Linked DNA regions of Mus musculus: region 1 is linked to region 2. Evidence: chromatin contacts called from public HiChIP or PLAC-seq data. All regions are on one chromosome and are shown on one strand. The core of a region is the stretch at or near the end of the contact, and the rest is flanking DNA. Distances in the headings are between cores, read along the strand shown. Region 1 has its middle 17 kb from the start of Ptges. Region 2 overlaps Nup188 (nucleoporin 188).

Region 1 (3,570 bases), core at 802-3,301, 600 kb after region 2:
CAGCATTGCCTCCTTTCCCTCCAGGAGGTGTCAAGACACAATGCTTCCCGCCTGCTTCTGCGCCTGCTTCTGCTTCATGCCTGCCTCTTTTGAGTGTGCCAGCCAAGTGTCTGCTTCCTCCTTCCCTCTTGAAGTCAAGTTCACCTCTGCTCTGTGCTCCCTGAAGGCCTGTCTCGGCCTCAGCCTATTCACCAGCCCCATGCCAGGGAGTCTGGAGCCCTCGGTGCTCTGCAGAAAAGCATGTGCTTCGTCTTCAGCATCGTATTAGCGGGTTCAAGGTACCAGTCAGGGCACAAGCATCTGGGTGGGGGATGGAAGCATCGCCACCTCCAGCCAGAGGTCAAGAAATTCACTCCAAAGGAGGGGCGCTGCTGGAATCAGCTAATACATCTTTCCTTGCATAGCTTTCCAAAATCCCTGTTCCTTCCGAGAGCCAAGCCTGATCAGATCTTCTGATCTGATCCTTTCCTTAGAACTCTGTAGGAAAACCCCTCCCCTCCCTCACTGCCCTGCAGAGCTGGACCAGACCTCCAGACCAAACAGCTGCCCTCGAGGATTCTCCAGCCCGCATACCAGATCTATCCAGTGTGTGCAAGTCCCCCAGTGAGGGCCATGCCCCACATTCCAGCAACCCAGCTCAGGAAATCTCTTTCCAGGAGACTATCACTGCCGAGGGCACAGGAAGAACGGAAGCTCCAAGCAGGTCTGGCCATGTCCTTTCTGCAACTGGAAGCAAACTGGAAAATGCAGGGCTCTTTATTCAAAGGTTAAGAATGTTAAAGGGGTTGGGTGTAGTTCAGTGGCTGAGCGTGTTCAGGGCGTGTTCTAAGCCCTGTGCTCTGGCCCCAGTGCTGTGTGAGTGTGTGTGTGTGTGTGTGTGTGTGTGTGTGTGCGTGTGTGTGTTGCAAGGCAGAGACAGTAAAGCCAGGCATGGTGGCACATAGCTATAATCTCAGCACTTGAGACAGAGCCAGGGGCATCAGTAGTTTATCCTTTGCCACACAAAGAGCCAAGGACACCTTAAGCTACTTGAAGCCCCGGCTCAAATAAAAAGCAGACAAGTTATGTCAACCTTTATGTGATAAAGGTCGGTAGTCCAGCTCTAGAGATGAAGGTGGGTGGATTTCTGTGAGTTCAAGGACAACCTGGTCTACAGAGTAAGTTTTAAGCCACACAGGGCTACATAGTAAAACCCTGTTTGTATTATTTATTTATTTTTGATTTTTTTTTTTTTTTTTTTTGAGGCAGGTCTAACTATATATATCCTGGCTGTTTTAGATCATTCTGGCTGGCCTGGAATTCAGAGATCCCCCTGCCTGTGCCTCAAGGGTACTAGGATGGAAGGCGTGCACCACCAACACCCAGCCAGCTAGAGAATGTGTTTTCAAATGTCGTTTGACAAAAAAAAAAAAAAAAAAAAAAAAAAGAAAGAAAGAAAGAAAGAAAGAAAGAAAAGAAAAGAAACTAAAAGAAAGGAAAAAAAGTGGAGAAGAAAGACGGGTGGGGCTGACAAAGCATCAGGGTAAGAACTTGGACCGATCTCAGTTAACAGCGTGCATGTGGGGTGTCTACACCTATAACTCCAACTCCGAGGAGTCAACACCCCCTTTTCACTACTGTGGGTACCACACGCATGTGGTATATATGCACAAACACAAATACCCAAAATAATACTTTAAAGCATTCTGTTCTTTAAAAATGACAACAAAAACATGAAGCCCAACAGGAAACAAAGGTTGATTGGTGAAACGCTCGCTTTGCATACAAGAAGCACTGGGTCTGTGCCCAGGAAAGTCTAGACCCTGTGTGGCGGTTCACACTTGTAATCTCACAGTTCAAGAGATGGTGATAGAATGCTTGGAAGCTCAAGACTGGACACATATCCGGTTCCTAGCAAGCCTGGACTATGTGAGACCCTGTCTCAAAAAAAAAAAAATAGCCAAATAAACAGTGGATGAGCATTAAAAACACAAAGGCCGTTCTAAGCATGGCTGGCTGGGTGTGCCCACGAAGCTGTTCCTGAACCTGAATGAGTCAACCCAGGCTGTAACCAAAGCCAACCCTAGGCTGACATCACCACCTCACCTCCCTCTGTCTAATCTTCACCATCGGGATTCGCCGGCAGTGTTTTATCTTGAAAGATACCATGAGTCATAACAGAGTCAGGAGCCAAGCTTCCTGCGGATTTTTTTTTATGGCACTTATATAATGCTTACCACGTGCCAGGCATAACTTATCTAATCTTCATATTATGTAGACCTCTGTACATCTATTATTACTATTGCATGTCCATGAATGAATTCCCTGCATGTATGTATGTATGTATCCAGTGTGCATAATGACCTCTGAAATCAGAAGAGGGTGTTGGATCCCCTGGAACTGGAGTTATAGACAGTTGCAAGCTGCCATGTGGATGCTGGGAATCGAACTTGGTTCTGATTAAGAGCTAGTACTTTTAACTGTTGAGCCAACTCTCTAGTACCACCACTATTGCTTTTGAGACAGGGTCTTACTACATAGTCCTGGCTGACCTGGAATTTGCTATGTAGATCAGGCTGTCCTTGGACTCACAGAGCCTCTGCCTCCCGAGTGCTGGGATAAAAGGCATGCCACTGCTCAGAGAGGTAGATTTTATTATTTCTGTTTTCTGGATCAGAAAACAGGAGTGCAGGAATTGGAGATGGGACTCAGCTGGTGTAGTGATTGGCTGGCATGCACTAAGCCCTGGGTTCCATGACCAGTTTAATAAACTAGGTATGCTGATATATAGGTATGCAACCCACAGCTGTACAGTGAGTTCAAGGCCCACCTGAGTACATGAGCCCTGGATGGGCTGGGAAGAGTGATTGAGTGTTGAGAGTGTGCACTGCCCTTGCTGAGGACAGAAGTCAGTCCCCAGCCTCTATATTGGTTAGCTCGGGGAGGTCCATGCCCTCTCCTGCCTCCAAAGATACTGCACTAACATGTCCATCCCCTCCCCCCGACACACACAGGCACACACAAACACACTTTTAATGAGTTTTATTCTGCCGGGTTGTGGTGGCTCATGCCTTTAATCCCAGCACTTGGGAGGCAGAGGCAGGCAGATTTCTGAGTTCGAGGCCAGCCTGGTCTGCAAAGTGAGTTCCAAGACAGTCAGGGCTACACAGAGAAATCCTGTCTCGAAAAAAACAAACAAACAAAAAAGAGTTTTATTCTATGTGTATGGGTGTTTTGCCAACATGTATGTTACTGTACAGATGTGTGCTGTGTCCACATAGGCCAAAAGAGGTCATCAGATTCCCTTGGAACCAGAGTTACAGAAAGCTGTGAGCCACATCTGGATGTTGGGAACCAAACCAGGGTCCTCTGAAAGAGCAGTCAGAGAGTTTGAACATAAGCCGCCTTTCCAGGCCCGTGTGCGTGCGTGTGTGTGTGGGTATGTGTGTATGTGTGTGAGCCCACAGGACATGTGTGTGTGTGTGTGTGTGTGTGTGTGTGTGTGTGGTGTCAGGTGCATAATGAGACTTATTTGTGTGTGTTGTGTGTGTTCCTGTGTATAGGAGCAGGTGTGCGCATGCCAGAGTGCCT
Region 2 (3,774 bases), core at 486-2,985:
GCTGGCTCAGAATACATGATTTTCCTACTTCATACTGAGCTTCTGCCTTTTTTTTCTTTTTTTTTAAATGAATGTTTTTGCATCACTAGTTTCCCTTACTGTGTTACTGTTGTGCTGTAACAAGGTAAACAGGGCAGAGGTCTGCGTCACTGATGAGTGAAGTGTGTGATGTGCATCCTTCCACATAGCTATGTTTAGAGTGCATGGGCCTTTTCTCTTGCTAACTGTCTAGTGTTTCTGTTGCTGTGATGAGCATACAACCAGAGCAACTTGGGGAGGCAAGGGCTGGTTTTCTCTTCCAGTTCATTATCAAAGGAAGTGACACGGAGACCATGGAGAAACTCTGCTTACTGGTTGGCTCCTCTTGGCTTGCTCAGCCTGCATTCTCATACCTGCCCAGGGCTGAGACCACTCACAGTGGGCTGGGCCTTCCAGATCAATTGTTAGTCCAAAAAATGCCTCACAGACTTACCTACGGGCCAGGCTAGAGGGGTATTGTCTCAGTTGAGATGCTTGCTGTATGACTCCAGCTTGTGTCAAGTTGACAGTGTTAGTAGCAGGCACACTAACCCCAAAGGTTTTGTGAGCATGTTCTCTTATGCTAGGACACTCACTGCTTGGTTTCTGAAGGAAAGCCCTGCTGAGGACATGGGAGCATGTGCGCGCAAGTGTGTGCGCGCGCGTGTGTGTGTGTGCGTGTGTGTGTTTATTCTGACTTAATGACTTTTCACCCCTTAAACACTGGAGGTTTCAGGTTTCCTATTTAAACATTTTTCCCACAGAGTCTATGCAGTATGAGATAGGATCCAGCCCTAAAGTGTTCTTCAGAGCACCCATCTTTTTATATACATATAATTCAAATATCAAACTAGAAGAAAAACAGTTTTGCTGTTTTCTGTATGTACATGTTGATACTAGTGAAATATTCCTATATTGTGTTTAGTTTTAGTATTTTTTTTAAGATATATTTATTTCATGTATGTGAATACATGAGTAGCTGTCTTCAGACACACCAGAAGAGGGCATTGGATACCATTACAGATGGTTGTGAGCCTCCATGTTGTTGCTGGGATTTGAACTTAGGACTTCTGGAAGAGTGGTCAGTGCTTTTAACCACTGAGCCATCTCTCAAGCCCAAGTTTTTTTGTTTTGTTTTGTTTTTTTGTTTGTTTGTTTTTTTTTTTTTTTTTTGAGACAGGGTTTCTCTGTATAGCCCTGGCTGTCCTGGAACTCAGTTTGTAGACCAGGCTGGCCTCAAACTCTGAAATCCACCTGCCTCTGCCTCCCGAGTTCTGGGATTAAAGGCGTGCGCCACCATGCCCAGCTCAAGCCCAAGTTTTAGCACTTCAAATTTGATTTAAAATCTTTTTTGGATGGGTTGTTTTATGTGTGTGTGTGTGTGTGTGTGTGTGTGTGTGTGTGTGTGTGTGTGTGTGTGTGTTGAGACAGTGTCTGTTTGTTTACATAGCCCTAGCTATCATAGAACTTACACTATAGACCAGGCTGGCCTCAAACTCAGAGATCCTATAGACCCTCCCTCCTGAGTGCTAGAAGTTAAAGGTGTGCACCAAAGTGCCCTCCTCAGTTTTAGTGTTCACACAAGTCCTTGTAGAAATCACGGACGGAATAATGCACATTTTCTTCTGATACTGTCAGATGTGCTTTCTATACGCTCCCTGGAAGCTCCACCTTGTGGAGAGACTTTGGGGATTGTTTGCTTAGTGATGTCAGAGTTAAAGTAAGTGAAAGTCCATTGCTGATTACACTGACTTCCTGCCCAAGTCATGTGTGGCCCATGAACTGATGTGCAGTGTGGGTTTGGAGGGTCACCTCTGCTCCAGTGCTGTAGTTTATCTCGGGTGACACACCAAAAAGGAGATGGGTCTCACTTGTCACCATTACACATTATTTGGTGTCATATTATAAATCAGACTTAAAAGTTAATAGGTTTGCCGGGCATGGTGGCACATGCCTTTAATCCCAGCACTTGGGAGGCAGAGGCAGGCGGATTTCTGAGTTCAAGGCCAGCCTGGTCTACAGAGTGAGTTCCAGGACAGCCAGGGCTACACAGAGAAACCCTGTCTCAAAAACAAACAAACAAACAAACAAAAAAAGTTAGTAGGCTCAAAGATGTAGAAAATAGATAATCCTTCTAATGACCTGTTTTGTGTGAATGGTTGTTAAGATTTAAATTGGGCTGACAGTGGTAGAGACAGAGACAGGCAGAGTACAAGACCAACCTGGTCTACACAGCAAGTTCTAGGATAGCCAGGGTTAAATATTGAGACCCTGTCTCAAAAGGACGAAGACTGGATTAGCAAGCTGCATGAAAAGGACCACCATCATAGGATCACCATCTGCACTACAGTGGGAATTCTGTCAGACACTGTTGACTCTGTACATTGCTTGCTCTACCCAGTAGAGTCTTGTTGCTTCTTCCACTCCGTCTCAGTGGAATAGTATTCTTTATACAGAGAGCAGTGGTCCAGTGTACAGCTGTGGTGAGAACAGCTTGTACAGCAATGTAGACGGCTAAGATTTGGAAAGACTCAAACATTATTTTGCCAGTTTAGTTCTCCTCGCTTTTAGAATATTCCACAAAGCTAAGTCAAAATGGTAGTCTTTATGGTCTGCCTTAAAATATTTAAAGATCGCCGGGCAGTGGTGGTACACGCCTTTAATCCCACCACTCCGGACGCAGAGGCAGGCAGATTTCTGAGTTCAAGGCCAACCTGGTCTACAGAGTGAGTTCCAGGACAGCCAGAGCTACACAGAGAAACCCTGTCTCAAAAAAAAAAAAAAATTGAAAGATGAACGTGCTCTGTAAACCTTCCTGGCACCAGGGTGATGACTGCTTGGCTAACCATACGTGCCACTTTTGCAGAGCATACTTCAGTACTACAGAGAAAGGGGCATAGCCTACTGTCCTGGCTGTGTGCCCTCTGCTGCTGTCTCCTACAAGGACCAGCAACTACCTCGCTCATCCCTTTGGTCCTCTGCAATCATTATGCATCAGCGTCAGGCCTTCATACATAATACTGCATTGAACATGTGAACTCTTAGGAACTAGCGTGTCATTTTCATAACCACAGTCCTCAACAAGAGATGGTTGGGAAAAGGCTGTGTATAAAATAAAAGTTTTCGAGTGGATATTTGAGAGGTAAATGAACATGTGCTATATGTGTAAAGAGGAATGCCACTCCATCTTAAAGAGAAACTGTTATCTTAGAGCATGCTGTGTTGATAGCTTGTAGTCTCATATAGATTATGTCACATATAAACCCTGCAGGTGGCTTGCCAGTCACAAAAACACAAACTGTTTTTTGGTTTTGAGACTAGTCTTAACTTTGTAGCCCACACTAGCTTTCACCTCAGCCTCCCAAGTGAGCACTGGGATTAAATGGGAACCAGCCCTACAGCACACAGTTCTGTTAATAATACGAGAAATTTGATGTTAAGTGTATTTGAAACCAGGCTTGGTAGCACACAGTTCTAGAACCCAGCTACTTGAAAGATTTGAGACTGAAAGATCACTTGAGCCTGTGAGTTCACTACCAACCTGAATAGAACTGTGAGATCTTGTGTACAAAATAAATACATAAATACATAAAATAATAAAAATGACTATCTAGTTTGTGTGCATACACTTAAGTATATTTATGGAGGTTAGAGGACAACTTTTGGGAATTGGTTCTCTCCTTCCACCATGTGAGGTCCCAGGTGTCAGAGTTGGCTCATTATGCTTGGCAGCAAGTGCCTTTATCTGTTGACCCT

The links. HiChIP or PLAC-seq counts read pairs in DNA pulled down with a chosen protein or histone mark.
Region 1: a contact with region 2 is called in a FOXA1 HiChIP or PLAC-seq map of pancreatic cancer cells. The contact joins two enhancer-like sites. A contact is called at or near these places in 1 of 39 promoter capture datasets (hippocampal neurons) and 3 of 115 datasets of contacts at active chromatin or transcription factors (bone marrow-derived dendritic cells, bone marrow-derived macrophages and pancreatic cancer cells).

Annotation. Positions count from the first base shown.
Region 1 is chr2:30,918,275-30,921,844 of GRCm38.p6, forward strand. It overlaps a transcript of Ptges not described here. Among named protein-coding and RNA genes, the nearest start is that of Ptges, 17 kb to the left of the region's middle. Within about 2 kb of position 2,052, at least 71 of the 459 cell types and tissues checked have an H3K27ac peak or open chromatin away from gene starts, as enhancers often do. A contact at or near this core is called in pancreatic cancer cells, where this site is marked.
Region 2 is chr2:30,317,721-30,321,494 of GRCm38.p6, forward strand. All of the region lies in intron 15 of Nup188 (nucleoporin 188), which reads left to right. Among named protein-coding and RNA genes, the nearest start is that of Gm39780, 21 kb to the left of the region's middle. Within about 2 kb of position 1,736, at least 8 of the 459 cell types and tissues checked have an H3K27ac peak or open chromatin away from gene starts, as enhancers often do. A contact at or near this core is called in pancreatic cancer cells, where this site is marked.